Linked DNA regions of Oryctolagus cuniculus: region 1 is linked to region 2. The links are chromatin contacts, called in public Hi-C maps. All regions are on one chromosome and are shown on one strand. Each heading gives the region's core, a stretch centred on a gene start, on an enhancer-like site or on the middle of the called end of the contact. The rest is flanking DNA. Distances are from core to core; before and after follow the strand shown.

What was found. Hi-C and Micro-C count contacts between places; a contact is called where the count stands out from the background.
Region 1: a Hi-C map of psoas muscle shows a contact between it and region 2, with 2.8 times the contacts expected there. The contact joins the promoter of SH3BGRL here to the enhancer-like site in region 2. A contact is called at or near these places in 2 of 6 Hi-C or Micro-C datasets (psoas muscle and an unstated tissue).

Annotation. Positions count from the first base shown.
Region 1 is chrX:68,910,113-68,912,812 of mOryCun1.1, reverse strand. It overlaps SH3BGRL (SH3 domain binding glutamate rich protein like), which reads left to right and starts at 1,447. Exons shown (of 4, transcript XM_008272976.4): 1 at 1,447-1,734. The coding sequence starts at 1,690. It overlaps HMGN5 (high mobility group nucleosome binding domain 5), which reads right to left and starts at 1,402. Exons shown (of 8, transcript XM_008272973.4): 1 at 1,188-1,402.
Region 2 is chrX:68,853,264-68,855,963 of mOryCun1.1, reverse strand. The region is part of intron 1 of SH3BGRL (SH3 domain binding glutamate rich protein like); the gene reads left to right. Among named protein-coding and RNA genes, the nearest start is that of SH3BGRL, 57 kb to the left of the region's middle. Within about 2 kb of position 1,438, at least 1 of the 8 cell types and tissues checked has an H3K27ac peak or open chromatin away from gene starts, as enhancers often do.

The DNA.
Region 1 (2,700 bases), core at 198-2,697, 57 kb before region 2:
AAGTGGAAATAAGTATGGTGATTGCTATGGTGGGGTTAACAATGATTGTGTAAGGAATTTGGTTTGAGGGAGCAACAGGTAAAATTCTATGAATAGTGTAGGCCATATTATGGTGGAGACTCCTTGGAAATGTAATTTAGGTTTGGTTTGATAGTCAATTAAGACTTATCTTAAATATTTCAGTCCACACAGTCCTTAGTGATACACAAAATTGATGTTTGAGGACACAAAATACAGAATATGTTTTGAGTCCTTTCCCTGTTCCAGGAAGTGTGTTAAAATGATAGCCATGAGTGTGGTCTTTGGAGTTGGTTGGACCCTAATTCAAGTCCTGATTTTGGAAATTACTGGCTATATGACTTTAGAAAATTTATTTTCCTGAGTTTCAGTTTCTTCATCTGTAAGACTAAGGTACTAATACACTCTGAAGGTTGTTGTGTGGACTACATATAAAGGCATACAGTTGGAAGCAATGTTTAAGATGGATCAGAGAAGGAAGAACCTGTGGACAGGGAAGAGTTAGGAAGCTATTGCAATTATTGAGCCTAAGCAAAGATAACAAACCACTAGAACTGAGAGGAAGGGCAAACTTCAAAGGCAAAGTAAACAAGTAGGACAGGTGACCTGACTCACTCTCTCCACTCTGATTCTTTTGCAAATGCTTTTTCTTTGTTCACTTGACACGTTTTGGGAAGTTGAAAATACACCTGGAAGTCTGTGGACCTTTTTTGGAAATTATTAATTGTTTGCTCATTTCCCTAGAGCTACAAAATAACCATCTGCTCTCTCTGTTCCCCATTTAAACATCTGAAACATATGCTCCAAGCTCCCTTCTCAAGTCAGTTAAGAAGCAAAGCGAAACAAAACAAGCAGCATTCACTTTCTTACACAGTATTAGAAATTATTATTTTTTTCCAACTTCCTCCTCAGTCTTGAATTTGCCAATGAGGCCTCTTGCAAATTCCCACAGAAGCAGGGTTCCCTATTTTAACAAAACACAAAACTCAAAAAGAAAACCAATCCTGCCTTTTTTTTGAGCTTCGGGAAACCTGAAACTTTTCTTAAACCCTCTGTGGCATAGCCCAGTACTTCAGTGCCCAGTTCCTGCAACTCGCTAACAGCAGAAATATCACCACGTAACAGGAATCTTAAAATGTGCAAGGCTTTGGGAACAGGGGTTTTCTTACTAGTGTCTCTGTTCAACACAGGGCTTGCTCTTTCAAGGAAGATCTGTCTTCTTATTAGCATACATTTTCTGAGCAGGAAGTCATGCGCAGAACTTTTAGTCTCCGTGGGAAAAGGTGCTTCCTTTTAATCTAATTCAATTCAGTGCTCCCTTGTTCTTTCCTTTTTCTTTCTCCTCCGCCCCCTCTTCTGGAGGAGGGAATAGTCAAAAATAAATGTTTCAACAGATCTCGCGGTGCTATTCGAGATTCCCTCTTAAAAAAAAAAAATTAGAAATGATGCAAACGAGCCTGTGCCTTCCGGAGTTTGGGGCTGGGACTGCAGCGCTCCAAGCCCATTGAAAGCAGCTAAGGCCGGAGGCGGGGCTCTGGCGAGTTTCCCTTCCACCTTCCCCCACCCTCCTCTTCCAACCTCTGTTCGGCCCCTAGCTCGGTTCCAGCCGTTGCTGCAGCTGCTCCGCTGCCGTTTTCGGGACCCAAACAACCACAAGTCGCTGTTTCCAGGATGGTGATCCGTGTATATATTGCATCTTCCTCTGGCTCTACGGCGGTAAGGAGAGTGGGGATCCCACCTTTGTTGTTTTCCTACACACTAGTCCCCCAGAACCGTTAAATTGCAGAAGTTCTTCTGGTAGCTTCTCCTTCCGAAGATACACGCATCCCCCATCCCACCCCCTCCTTCCCTTTCTTCCCTTTGTTGCATCGATTTCATTTTCCCATGAAGTTTAGCTTTGTTTGCCTTAACGACGTTGGCACCACATTTCTCCTTTAAAGGGAAAAGAAAGCTACAGAATTGTGGTCAATGGGTGATGGTGGTGGTAGGCGCTTGATGGTTAGGTGAAGAATTTAGGTAAAACACACACACACACACACACACACATTGGTGAGTTTCTAGAGAGAGATATTTGACTAATGTGCTCTGAGTGCTGAGGCAAAGGGAAGGAGTGCACTTCTGCAAAGGATGGGGGCACACATGCTATACCCGATGGGGATTGGGTGGAGACCTCCTGAAGCTCGGTGATTATTTCGAAAGACTGGGGACCCCCCCCCCCCGCAGTAGAGTTATTTTGGGAGTGTGTAGGAGTGCTTAACTTCGACTTTAAGGCCTGTTAGAACTAGATAAAATGTGAAAGGATGTTGGGAACCGTGATGCAATGTTGTTTTTTAAAAACTTAATTTGAAAGACTCGATTTCCACATCCCTCCTATTTTCCCTTATTTGACTTTTTATTTTTCGTTCAACACATTTGATTTCGAGAATTTCTCCGCTACGTTGAGAACTGAGAAGGGAACTAACAAGTGGCTTCTTGTGTGCAGCGGCAGCCTAAGTTGCTGCTGCTTCAAATGAAAGGATGTTCTCTCCCTGGCCCTCATTTGCTCTTCATTTAGAGTAACAATTTTCCAGCAGCTCTGAGAACAGAATGAAGGTTTTCTAGGGTGAAAGCTGAGAGTGCATCCAGGATCTGTTCTTCACAACTCAAAAGAAAGGCCAGCAGTGGCAGCAGCCCTTGTGTGCA
Region 2 (2,700 bases), core at 189-2,688:
GCATAATTCTGCCTTTCTTTAGATTATTTACTTAAACTAGAAATCCAGAAGTGAATTACTGGATCCAGAAATAGGAATGTTTCCATGGTTCTTGGTGCATGCTTGCTATGGAAATGCTTCTGATTTTATTTGACCTTGACTGAATCAACAGCCTTCAAAATTGCTAAGCCATATGATAATGATAGGAACTCTGTGATCACTGGCAATAAAGATAATATCTTTACTTGCTCTAAATCCAGGGATTTGAGTAGAGAGAGGTAGAGGGAATTATCTTCTCTTCATGGCCATGTACCATCTCTCAGGGTTCTGTTTTGCCCTGGAGTTCAAGTAGAGGGCATGAATCCTCTCAGGACTTATCCTTCAAACCAAATGATGTCACCTCTACGGATATTTTTCCTGGTCACAGTGTGCCTTCTCTGTAATGAGGCAGAGGCAATTCTCATGGGGCATTTGGAAAATCTTTCTTTCCTTCTGTGCACGGGCAGATTGGACTAATTTACTTATTCAGATGCAATACTCTACTTCAGCAGCACTATGCACAGTAGCCTTTCTTGTAGCAAGAAAGGAAAAGAAAAAGGTTGAGTTAATGCAATCCACAGTAGACTGGCTCATATTTGTCACCCAGTTAACACTAATAAAACAGATTGATTGCTTTATTACTTTTCTGTGACTCAAGAACTGATAGGTTGAAGTTGGTCGTTACATCCTCCCCACCTCCCACGTCTGCCTTTTTCTAAGTGAGCTGGAGAATTAAGCTACCATATTTGGTTCGCCTGTGCCTGCCCTGTGACCTCACATCAGCCTGTTTGAAGGTTTGTGTGTTTTTGCTTAGCCTTATATGGGAAGGCTGCCTGGAGACTCTGTCTGACCGGAATGAGACGCCCTGTAGCATTTGCAGGAAGTGTGGCTTTAGGACGCGGTTTGTCTCAGTTTCCTTACTGCCAGAATTTGGTGCATAGAGAAGGGGGTGAGTTGGAGAATATCTTAACTGACTGTAAAATCACCATCATTTTATAGCTTTTAATGGCTCTTGTAACCAAATTACCTTAACACTATTATGACAAAGTTCTCCTAAAGAGGATTGATACCTCTCTAGAAACTAATTGTACTGAGTTGATAACAGTAGTAATTAGGGTAAGGAGGTAGAGGCTGGAATAAATTGGTCTGTTTATTTTGAAATTGGTAGTGCAATATTATTTATAAATATGTAAATTTTAATATGTTGATTACAAGTTTTTTGAAAATGTGAAAAAGAAAAAGACTTAGTGCAACCTTAGTCTGACATTTTTGAGACAGAAGATCCATATATGTTAGGCTAGCAGTTGTCACGAATATTTAGCTTTGGTATTTGTAACAACGTGATTTGGTTAAAGGAAGGCTTTTGCTGTAAAGGTTCTCCCAAAGTTGTCTGAACTGCCTGAAGCTTCCATAATCTTGTTTTCCTCGTAGTGTTCATTTCCTGTAGTCACTAATGGTGACAAGCCACTCTGTTCCCCTGTTGTGGAAGCACTCTGCAATGTTCTTAACTTTGCACTATATTTGTCTACATATGTGAAAATAGTTTCAAATGGAGACACAACTCTTCTGAGGGACAAAATCAGTGTGATTCATGTGCATTATTGCTTCTTCACAATAACTTGGTGTTACCAAATTTTAAAGTTCCAGGAGGCTTTCATTGCTTCTACTGTGTTTTGTTGTTTCATTATCACAGAACCTCAATGTGGAAAAGGAAATAAGGAGTTATTCAGAAAAATGTTTGTATCCTGTGTATAAAACTCTTGAAAAACGTAAAGATTTTTTTTTTGCTCTTCTTTTAGGCCAAGGTTTGGAATTAAGAGTTATATAAAATTATTGTAAACCAACCACATTTAATTAAGTTGACAAGACATTCTAGTTAACATGAGATAATAAATATGGTAGTGTATTATTTTGTTATTCGGTATGCTTAATGTTTAAGCGTGCTTTTTATTCTGACAGAGCCTTGGCAAGTGTGTGATTTGGAACAAGTTCTTTAATCCATATAAGCTATATCTTTTGTCTAAACTTTAGTTTCTTTGTCTCTGGATCTGTAATGAAAATAATAGCAGCTTCTTTATAAGATTATTGTGAGAATTAAATAAGATAAGCATGTAAAGAGCTTAGCATAGTGCCTGACCCATACGAAACACTTAAATAATAATTATTACATTATATTTCATAGTGAAATTAGATGCAGAACAATGCAGAAAGGGAACTGACATGCACAGAATTCTACAGCTCATTGCTAGCATACTCAAGCAGTCTGTGTCCTATTGTTCCCCATATTTGTCCAGCCCTAATCCACCCACTTTCCTGCAATAGAAAGAAGTTAGACTTTGATACAGGGCTGGTTACATTCCATGATTTGTTATCTGTTAGTATGGAATTTATAATCATATAATTATAGTTTATAAGTTCTTTGAGACCATAAGTAATATCTTTGTTTTGTTTTGTTTTCATTTGTTTCAGTGTAAGAATAGTAGTCTTGAGGCCTGTTTTGTACTCAGGAACTACTTTCTTGATTGAAAGATAGCCCCTAACATTACTAGACGGGAGCTGAGCACTGATCTTTTCCTAGCAGTAGAGGATCCTAGAGATGGAATTGGATATTGTTGCTTCATGATGATGTGGAGATTGATAAAACTATATGCATAGTAAAGGAAACAAATATGGATAATAAAG